Regions from separate parts of the Mus musculus genome. Here region 1 is linked to region 2. The links are chromatin contacts, called in public HiChIP or PLAC-seq maps. All regions are on one chromosome and are shown on one strand. The core of a region is the stretch at or near the end of the contact, and the rest is flanking DNA. Distances in the headings are between cores, read along the strand shown.

Region 1 (5,519 bases), core at 634-3,133, 260 kb after region 2:
GTAAATATGTTTGAGGGCATGATGTAACTCATTTAAGAGTTATGTGATGGCCATGTCTGTGACTGGAAACTGTTAAGTTGCCTTTAACTAATGGGCATTCTGCCAACAATGAACGATGTTCACTAATGTTCAGGTCGGCCTTGCAGTCTCACTGTATTTAATATTATCTCTTCCTATCTGAGCCATTTGATAGCTGGGTAAGAGTCTCTTAGCTCCCTGGTGGTAGAACAAATGAATGTTTTTGCGTATGTTTATTTGCCAACTGTGTTTTCTTTGATAACATATCTGTCCAGATCCTTTGCCCATTTTAAAACGTATTGTCTTTTTTACTACTGAGCTGTTAGAGGATTTTATTCGCGTATAAAGTTTATTATTTTTAAAGTTAGTTCTATGAGAGGTTTGAGTCTCCTCTGATGTGTACATACATACATACATATATACATATGTGATCAAATTCATCCCCACTCCCCATGCTTTTCCCAATCTCTTCCCCTTCGCTACCCACCCGGTTTTGTGTTCTTTTAACCCTTTAAGACCAATCTGTGCTGCCCAAACAATGTTGGATGTGGTCTTCCTCTGGAGTCAACTCATCAGGGGCTACACTCTCAGAAAACTGTCTCTCCCTGCCTCCAGCAGCTAAGGATTGCCATTTGCTCCATGGCTGGAATGGTCTGGACTTGGCTTGCACAGATTTTGTAAATGCTGTCGAAACTGCTCTGGATTCATATCTGCAGCTGCCCCGGTGTGCCCATAAGATAATTTTCCTTGCAGCCTCCCACTGCCTCTGGCCCTTCCCTTCTTTCTGACCCTTCCTTGGGAATGATTCCTGGGCCTCCTGGGTGGGGGTGCGGTCTATTATTTGTTGCACTTTGTCCAGCTGTGGTTGCTGTGTTAATCACCACCTACGACAAATAGAAACTCTCAGATGAGGGTTGAGAGAGGTAGAAGATGGGAGGTGGGTGGGGGAAAGGGTACAGAAAGGCAGACCGCACCAGCACCGGGTGGGGTTACTAGGCAGGTCTGAGGGGTCTTTCTTCTACATCCCAGTCCTTTATCAGATACATGATTTGCAAATACTGCCTTCGGTTTTATAGGTTCACTTGCATTCTTATCGTTGGCAGCCGGAATGTACATGGCAGAGGCAAAGCTAGCAGAGAAAGAAAGGGCAGTAGAGAAATCCGCCGGTCCTGGGACACAGAGTAAAGTTGACTGTGGATAAGCATTCAAGCAAAGACAAGAGGGGAGGCAGCAGAGCAGAGGGTGTGAGCTGGGGATGTTGGTGGTGCTCAGGGAACACCAGCCCAGTGTTCCTTAGAGCGCCTGCTGCAAAAGTATCTTCTGGGAGGTAGCTTTTCCCTCCCAGACTCTTGCAACCTGCTGCTGCGGACTTGAGAAGGGGCCTTTCCCTCTTTGGTCCGTGGTAGCATGCAAGCTGGATTCGCCCTCTTTCCTCTCTGAGAAATGATGCAAACGTGGAAAGACTTTTGAGGTTATTGTATAAGATATACCAGTGTTCTGTGTTTCTTAAAGGCAGGTATCTGTCTTAAGACAAAGCCTGGCACACAGACTCCAGATAAACATGTCCCTTGAAAGCGCGATAGGGGTGGTCAATTGCTGTGGTTGGATTTTAACAGTGGCACACGTTTGAATTCAAGGAATAGCAGACAAGCCAGGAGAGAAAAAGTTGGCTTAGTTGGAGACAAGATTAGCAACTAGATAAATTCTAACCCTCACCACGCACACGAGCAGCTAGCTCCCAAGATAAAGATGTGCTCGGGAAGCAAGCATGCAAGCAGCGGCCACAAGGCATCAGGGTTCTTAAGGGGTGGAGGAAGAGGAGGAGAGAGGCAAGCAGAGGGAGGCGGAGCCTCCTTGCCATTTTCGGCCTGTAGAGGTTTGGAAGCCTCTCCTCCTCCCGCGGCTGCCTCCACCTGGCTCCTCCCCGTGTTCGCCAAGCTCCCCTCCCCCTTTCCCCAAGGACAATCTGCAAGAAAGCAGCGGCGGAGGAGAGCTAAAACTACAAGGCAAGAGGGAGGCCTTGGGTGGAGAGCGAGGGGCGAAGCCAAGAGTGAGGTGGGAGCGAACGTGCCGTGCCGGGAGCAGGCGGTGGGGAGGACGGAAAGGAACAGAGGGCCAGACGTGACAAGGCATCCGAAATCGCAGGCGAGAGGGGGGATGGGTGCTGGGCACTCGTGAAGAAGCGGAGCCCCTCGGTTAACCGCCCAGCACTTGCACGCTCAGATCCCAGAGGCATGGGCAGGGGTGCTGGGCTGTGTTGCACTTGGTTGCCTGACCCCTCCCCTGGCACATATCCAGTTCAAATTGGTGCACCTATGATGCTTCCAGGCTGTGTTCCTCCTGCCCCCTGCGAGCTCACACACATACGATTCTGTATATTTATATTTAGCATCAGTGACTATGTCACATGCGTGTCACCGTGAGTCCATGAAGTATGGGGGCATACGAACTGCATGTATTTTTGTGTCCTGTGCCTCTTGACATACAAACTCAGGAGAACGTGAGCCGCTGTCACAGGCCAGCTAACCTTGGTAGGGTGAACTCGTCTCTTCCACTGAAAGCACGACATGGGGAAGTGTGGGGGCTTCTACAGGTGATGAGCCAATCTGGTGACGAACTCCAGGAATAAAAGAAAAACCCTCAGGGAAAAAGAGCCAGAACAGTTAGATAAATGTTCTTCTTTTCCAAAATTTTGGGTTCCCATTGGGTTCTCTAATCATGTAGTCTTTCTCACGACCAGCAGAAATCGAGACGTTAGCATGCCAGGTTTATGTGTGTTCATGTTGCTTTCCCGGTTTGTCACTTTCTAAGTCCTACATGTGCCTGAGTGTTTTGATTTGCTTTTTTATTTCAAATTAGCATATGAGCTATTAGTTATCTCTGGGACATTTTAGAACAAAATTTCGTTTTAGTAGACCCTCCTTTTCTCTCACCTCCCCCACCCACCCCGTGACCCCTGACTTTGCTGTGCACCCCTCTGTTCTCTTCTCCTTTCATGTCCCCTCCCCCATCCTTCATCACCTATTCTCATCTCTCTTGGTCTCGTCTCTAATTTTTAAGGGTTTACCCACACTTACTCCCGTTCATGCGTATACAGGTCTACTTTACAGGGTAGGAGCTTCATATGAGAGACAGAGGAAATGTAGTTTTTGTCTTTCTGAGTTTGGGTCACTTAATACTACACTTTGTAGATCCATCCATTTTTCTAAAAAAAAAAAAAAAAGCAATAATTTAGGCTTTTTTCTTTATAGCTGAGTAAAATTCCATTCCATACATGTACCACATTTCCATTACCCATTAATCTGTTTATGGCCATCCAGACTGATTCCATCTCCCTCCCTCCCTCCTTTCCTTACCTGTGATGTATCCAACCCAGGGCCTTACAAATGCTGTTCAACTGTAGCATATTCCCAGACCTGAGTGTGCTTTTAGCAGTAGACTATGGAGCTACACCCAACCCCAAGCCTGCTCTTCACACATCTGTGGTACATCGGGTCACTGATGCTTTTCAGCAAGTGTTACTGAGCTTCCTGTGTGCACAAACTTCAGTGCGTAAGCTCTAGAACTGGCCTTGTTTTCTTTTTCTTTTTGGCTATAAGTTTTGTCTGAATGTATGTTTGTGCACCGCATGTATGCCTCATGCTTGTGGATGCTAGACGAGGGCATCCAGTGCGGATGACTAACAGAGAGTCGTGAGCTGCCATGCGGGTGCTGGGAATTGAACCCAGATCTTCTGGAAGAGAAAGCAGCCACTGCTGAGTCATTTCTTCAGCACTGGATGTAAATTAAAAATAATCAGCCCCGGAGAAATTTTCAGTCCACATAGAGGAATTACCCTTAACAGCAGTGCAGTCCAGTGGTCAGGAGACTTTACTAAGAGGACACAGTATTTCAGGCTTTGCACAGCGCCAGACCATGGCTCCAGTCCCTGCCCCAGTGTGAGAGCGCAGAACGAGGATGAGCAGGCAGCTCGGACTCTGCCTTTGCTTTCTGTGTTTTGTGTCTCTGAGACGGGGTTGCAATGTGTTGCCAGGTTGGGCTTGAACTCTTGAGCTCAATCAGTTATCTTGCTTCAGACTCTGGAGTAGCTGAGACTACAGGCAAGGACCACTGTGCCCTGTGTGTTATACAGGAATTTGAATTTCAATAATTTTTCATGTCATAGACTATTTTTGCAACCATTTGAGATATAAGGACCCTATATAGTTTGCTATCATGCAAACACGTGAGAAAGGATGAATCTGTCCTACAGACTATAGTTTGCTGGCCCTTGACCCAACCCAACCCTCCTAATAGTGTATAGAAAGCAATTAAAGTGTCACTAAACTTGTATATAAATGCTAAATGAACAATTATTATTTCCAAACAATATGTGTCTTGCAGGAGATTAAAAAAGAAGGCTTCTTGGCCCTTTGATAGCTAGTAAAGAGTTAGTAGGTTAATAAGGGTGAGGGGGTGTGGCTTGAAATGGAGTGAGGTATGTATGTATGCATGTATGTATGTATGTACGAATGCATGTATGTATGGTTGGTTGGATGAGTGGACAGGGACATTGGTGGGTTAGCCTGGGCAAAAGTGTGTGTAGACACCAAAGTGGCCAAAGCCTCAGATAGGAAACAAAGTGAGGAAGGGCAAGGCAAGCTCCAGTGTTAAAGGGAGACCAGCTCCACTCTTGCCACAGCTCAGGGAGAAGGCAGCGAGGAGAGAAAACAGGGGATGGGGAGGGGAGAGAAAAGGGAAGGGTAACAGGGTTTAGTAATGGGCAGTTTCCACTCTGAGTGGCAGGCAAGACACATTTTAAAAGTAACAGGTTTTAACCTGGGTAACAGAGAGTGACGAGTATATTGGCATTTTATGGACATGTATGTATATGTATGTATGTATCCTATGAACAGGATATAAAGGTCTCCTCATAACACCAGTGTGCGCGTGCATGTGTGTGCGTGCATGTGCGTGCGTGCGTGCGTGTGTGTGTGTGTGTGGGGGGGGCAGAACTGTAGGAAGACCCTAGCCATGCCTGAGATTTGTCTGCCTCTAGCAGACCTTTATAGCCTCCAGCCGCAGTTTCTGCTCCTGTCACCGAGCCTGGTTCACTCAGTTCTCCTCTGAGCCGGGAGCTAGCCTGCATTTGACTCTTTGCTTCCACATTGCTAGTTCTCTATCAGCACGTCAGACCTCACCCAGTTTATGCCCTCTGCAATGCCTCCCCATTTCATAAAAAGGGAGCACCCCAAAATGCACTCCGATCTGCTCCCTGCTTTCAAATTTCTCTCAGGTCAGGTGCCCTTTCCTCTCGACCTAAGCCTGTTCTAAAGACAGGTTCCAGAAGGGGTGGGAGGGGACAGGGCAGGGTAAGCCAGGACTTACGCACTCTTGGTTGGATTAGCTTGTCTGAGAGGGTGTGGCTCTCTTCTGGAAGACTTCCAAAGGTCTGTGGCTGCACAGCCCAGCATTAGTGGGTGGCTCGAGCCAGTCTAAGACAGACATTTCTTGAGCCAGTG
Region 2 (5,638 bases), core at 2,542-5,041:
GTTGAGTAGATGTATGTGGGGCATCTCCCCAGGAAAAGTTTTGCAACACAACAGGAGCCACTAATACGCCATCTGCCACCCTCTTTGGTCTCTGTTACAGCCCCTCCAGCCCTCCTCTATAAACACAGCAGAAAGCAGGGAGTCCCTCAGGGTGGGGTTCTTATCATCGAGGAAGTGGATCTGGCTTCCCCCATCTCTTTTTTTTTTATCATTTCCCCCCACCCCATCCCCTTTTTATCACCCGGGGCGATGCAGAATCCACTCCCTTGAGCCTCTGGGGTCCCGGGTGGGAGAAGGCACCTGGGTAGGGGCAGACACAAAGAGCCCCAGCCTTTCATACCTGGTCCGGTTACCTTCAGTTCTCAGACCTTGTCAGGACAGGCTTTGGGGTCCACTATCATGATTGTTTGATCTGTCTGGCCTTGCTAGAAGGCAGAGGGAGAGTGGGTAGCCAGGCGCTGACCAGGGCAGAGCACCTGTTCTTGGGGCTGGCCAGTTGCCACAGGTGTTCACAGATGGCTGCCGGGATTCCAGTTAAATGGGTTTGGGCGAGAGCAGCAAGGTCTTTTGCAGAGGTCTCTTCTGGGGTCTACATGAGAACTCTGCCCTGCACCCCAGGACTGCCTGGGGTGTCCCTTTATCTTCCTTTCTCTGCAGGTTAGGACTCTGGAGGGTGGACCTTTCTCCCTGGAGTCCAGCACAGATTTTCAGCTTGGAATTGAATACTTGACTTTCCCTTCTTGAGTGTCCTGGATCCAATAAGCCTGGATTCTGACCCTGGGTTCAGATCTGGTCTAATTCTACAGGTATCCTCTAGGTCTATATAAGACTTGGGGCGTAATAGATGGGCCCTGAGTCATTGACAAGCTCCCCACATGCATGCAGAGGATCTAATCTGTCCAAACAGCCTCCTTCTCCACCCCTCCCTCATGAGCCGTGCTGTCTTTTACACGGAACCAAAGAGTTCCCAACTAATGCACACAAAGGCTGACCTGCAGGAGAGTTAGCCTCAACTCTATCTCCTTCAACACCTACCTAAGTTGGAAGAGTAAAGACCAGGAGAGTATTGTAAGTACGAGATGGGGCTGGAGAACTAGCTTAGAGGTGAAGAACACTTGTTCTTGCAGAGAAACCATGTTTGATTCCTGGGACCCACATGGTAGCTCACAGTCATTTGTAACTCCAGTCACAATGCCCTCTTTTGACTCCTCTGAGCACCTGGCATGTGTGCGGTGCACATAGACACATGCAGACAAAATATCAACAAATTTAAGAGAGAGAGAGAGAGAGAGAAAGAGAGAGAGAGACTACTGGAGGACAAAATGAGGCGCCAAGGGACTTGAGCAGCCTAATACAAACTGTCAGCTTGATAGGAATATTTGGATACCGGATGGTTCAAACACCCATCTGGCCAGATAGAGAAGACAGGAGATACAGCAGAGGCTTTCTGAAGAGGTAGTGGGCATGTTGGATTTGAAGCCACATGGATTTAACTCTCCACCTCTCCCAAGTTCAAGGAAAGGATTGACATTTGCATAAACATTTCCATTTCATTTCCCCAGCAAAGGGTTTGTTGATTGGTTGGTTGGTTGGTTGGTTGGTTGGTTGGTTGGTTGGTTGGTTTTGAGAAAGTCTCTTGATACAAAGCTCCAGCTATCCTGGCCCCTGGAATCTTCCTGCCCCTGCCGCTGGAGCACTGGAATTACAGACCTGTGACACCAAAACTTTTAAAACTCGATGTTTACTGTGGGAAAAAAAGGTCTTTGCAATGCTCACAGAGGTGGGCAGTCCACTGCGTCATGTTCATCCATCCACATGTTCGGCTGGATCTATGGAAGCCCTACTTTGTCCCAGTCTGGTAAACAAACTCGAAATGCATGCTGCCCTTCCTTCTATGGCACAGTGAAAGTGTGATGTTTACCCAAAGTGGGCAGGTGAGGTGGGGCAGGGGTGCAGGGTGGCAAAAGTCAGGAGGGGAGCTGGGAAAACCATGAAGTCTGAGATGGAGATTTAAGGAGCAAATGGAACTTGTCTTAGGAAACTATAAGGGTAAAGGACCAGGGGGTTTCTTGGGGGGGGGGCAGTGTGCAGAAAGCATACAGCATAGGCCCCAAGGGGTAGCCTCGGGGCCCCTGTGGGTCTTGGAGACTCTGCAATAGCAACCGTTTTCAGTTCCTTTCATAATAACACTACCAAGACAGTATTTACTTTTTCATTCCTATTCCTAATGATATAGTGCCTCCCCTCCCTCCAAGCTGCTTCTATGACTACTTGGGATGTCACACCAGGCTGAGTGCAGAAGCTGATAAAGAGTTTAACTGGCTTCTGTTATGTCCAACATTAAAGCGCTTTGGAAAACAGTATTCTTTGTCATTAAACTAGTGTTGCTCCAAAGAATGGTCCTTTTAATAACAATCGTTTAAATTAATGTCAGATAGATTCATTTTGTTATATTTAGAAAGGTAATAGTATTTACTTTAAATCCCTGTATTGATTTCTAATATCATAAATATTGCCATTTTTTCTTTTTTTTTTCTTTTTTTTTTTAGACAGTGTCTCATGTAACTCAGGCTGACCTCAGACTCTCAATGTAGCTTAGGCTGGCCTTGAACTCTTGATCCTTCTGCTTCCATCTCCTGCGTGCTGGGACTACAGCTGTCTACCATCACACCTAGCAGCTAGATATAATTTACAAAAGCAAAAGTTCTCAGGGTTCCTTCTCTTTGTGAGGCGAGAGAGTCCTCTGGCTGAGCATCTGAGAACTGCTGGGCCGCAGGCTCCAACACGCACAAGTAGAGAACTGGAACCTGTTGGATACAGCATTGGCCTGATCACTTTTAACATCTGGTGCAGGAACACAAGGACCCTGGAGAGATGAGGTGGGATTTACACTGCATGCTGGGATACGTGAGCGGGGAAAACGTGGCACAACCAAAGCCATCAGATCAGATCGGATTCTTTAAACTTGTGCAGCGTCTTCTTTCTCTGAGCGCGTACTACCGTCAACCTCCGGGGTGGGTGTGACCCACGCGCCATGACGTCAGGAGGTGGGGAGCGGTTGCTGCTGTCTGTTCTTTTCCGTCATTTATTGTTTTGTGGGGATGAAGTTGGAGAAGAAAGGACTGAGATGGAAGAAGCTGGTGACAGCAGTAACCATAGTCCTCTGTGTCTCAATTTGGATTCCACTCCCAGCTGCCCACAGTCTGGTTTGGTTGGGTCCAATTTGGCTTATTAAGTGGCTCACACGCCCTCTGGTGGCCAGATGTTTGAATGACACTTTCTTTAGCTGCTGATATTTAGGGAACAGAAGCCCCTAGCAAGAGGCAGAGATCTGAAGAAGAGGCCTAAGACATCATTTGGGGACAATCAAGCCTCCAAGAATCAGTGATCAGAGCATGGGAACAATGCCATCTATCTTAGGGCATATTTATTTGGTCACCCTGCAGCTCAGCAATGATGCTGGCAGGCCTTTATGGTCGATGGCTATGTGCCAGCTACTGTGATGAATTTCTTTTAAGATTTATTTATTTTATGTATATGAGTACACTGTAGCTGTCTTCAGACACACCAGAAGAGGGCATTGGATCCCATCACTGATGATTGTGAGTCACCATGTGGTTGCTGAGAATTGAATTCAGGACAGCAATCAGTGCTCTTAACCACTGAGCCCTTGTGATGAATTTTAACACACTTGTAGCAACAGTAACCCTTCAAGGTGGCTACTGTTACTGCTACCATTTATAGAAGAAGAAACTAAGGCTCAGAAGCATCATGTAACAACCTCAGGACTGGGTGTAGTAGTCTCCTCCTTTAACTGTTACTGTGGTTTCCACTGCTAGTGTCTCAAATGGTCTGTTTGTGAGTCTGTGCTTAGAAACTTTGGAAAGAACACACAATCAGCCTTATGGGCAGCCTGAGGCTTAGCTCACTCTCGGCACAAGTAGGTGGTAGAGGCCACAAATACAAGATCTTGACCTTAGGAGGCCCTGGTTTGAGGTGTCCAATGTTCTGGGGTAAGGGGAGGGGAACACCATCAGGTGCTTTCAGCAAAAGGACCTTGGGGGGCCGTTGCTGTAGGGTAGTAACTCCCCCTAGTGGTGGAGCTCCAGCTCAGATTTCTCTTCTGGGAGAGCCTCAAAGGACCCTGTGAAGGGGGATGTCTGCCTTCCCAGATCCACAAGGAAGCTACTGGGATAATTTTACCTTCTCCTCAAGTTTGAACAGTCCTCTGAAAAAGGTCTCTCCAGGGTAGATAAAATGTAAAGAAATATCTTTCACTCCTACCAGCCCTTGGTATATGTCAAGGACATGTCAAGGTCACCCCTAATTCTGGGGACAGCCTGTATCTAACGGCTCTTTGATGTAAAAGTGGAAAAAATCCATCTTCCTCAACTGGATATCATCCAAAGGCCAGCCCAACTCCAGGCTCTCCTTGAGAGGCATTAGGCCAATGGGATGTTTCCCAGCGCAGCTTCTCCCTCTGTCTCAAGCTACTTCTTGAGACCTCTCTCCAGTATGGAGAAGTCCTCTATGGCCCTCAAAGTACATTTTAGGGTATGCTTCTCCTGATCCCCATTCAAAACACTCCCCAGTATATGACAAGTGCAGATACAGGAGACTCGGAGCTGTTATCTGGAGTAGCGAGCCTCGCCCACAACATCTCCTCCCTCACACTACCAGGAGGATTGAGTTTGAAATTAGTCTGTGCTCAATAGTAAGTTCCAGGTCAGCCTGTGCTGTATGGTAAGACTCTGTCTCCAAAAATATAGCACTAGGGAAGACGGCTTGGGATGACCATCCCTGCCCAAAGGACATTATCCCTCATGGTAGCTCTGAGGCCACTGAGCACTGGTAACTCTGAGAGCCATGGTTTATCCAGTTAAAGAGTTGAATGCTCATTTCGTTTTTTTTTTTCCACAGTTATGAGACTCTTTTTTTTTTTCCTGAAATGTCTAGTAGAAACGCCCTTTTGTTTGTTTATTTTTTGTGGTTTTGAGACAGGGTCTCTCCACATAACCATTGCTGTCCTTTGGTTTTCTTTTCTTTTCTTTCTTTCTTCCTTCCTTCCTTCCTTCCTTCCTTCCTTTCTTTCTTTCTTTCTTTCTTTCTTTCTTTCTTTCTTTCTCTCTTTCTTTCTCTCTTCCTTTCTTTCTTCTTTTGTGAGTTTCTTGTTGTTTTTTTTTTTTAACTTTTTAGCTCTGATTCTTTGTGAACTGCACATCATACATTCTGATCGCACTCATTTCCCCATCCCTTCATATCTGCCCTCTACCCTTGCAATCTAACCCCCAAAAGAAAACAAAGACAGAACAAACAAGCAAACAACAACAAAATCTCACTGTGGAAGTTGTAGTGTGTTCCAGTGTATCACACAGTACACCCTTTTGCCCCAGACGGATTTACTTCAAATGTTCATTGCAATGAGTCAGGTCTGGCTCAAGCCCTCTGGCTTCTGCTACACTATCAATCCCGGCTCTTCACTGTAACTCCTCTTGGATATCCTGTAGTTGCCCTGTGTCATGGAGATGCTACAGCTTTGGGTCTTCAGGACTAGACCCTTCACACACTCCAGCAGTTCATAGATGGGGTAGATGGTGGGGTGAGCCAACTCAGAGACCCAGATCTGGGCCTGGGTGGA

What was found. HiChIP or PLAC-seq counts read pairs in DNA pulled down with a chosen protein or histone mark.
Region 1: a contact with region 2 is called in a FOXA1 HiChIP or PLAC-seq map of pancreatic cancer cells. The contact joins the promoter of Pfkm here to the enhancer-like site in region 2. A contact is called at or near these places in 1 of 39 promoter capture datasets (embryonic stem cells) and 4 of 115 datasets of contacts at active chromatin or transcription factors (CD8 T cells, the SCID.adh cell line, effector CD8 T cells and 1 more).

The regions. Positions count from the first base shown.
Region 1 is chr15:98,106,588-98,112,106 of GRCm38.p6, forward strand. Pfkm (phosphofructokinase, muscle) reads left to right here and starts at 1,884. Exons shown (of 23, transcript NM_001163487.1): 1 at 1,884-2,024.
Region 2 is chr15:97,846,585-97,852,222 of GRCm38.p6, forward strand. It overlaps Gm33690 (a long non-coding RNA gene), which reads left to right and starts at 891. Exons shown (of 2, transcript XR_384427.4): 1 at 891-1,068. Within about 2 kb of position 3,792, at least 27 of the 459 cell types and tissues checked have an H3K27ac peak or open chromatin away from gene starts, as enhancers often do. A contact at or near this core is called in CD8 T cells, the SCID.adh cell line and pancreatic cancer cells, where this site is marked.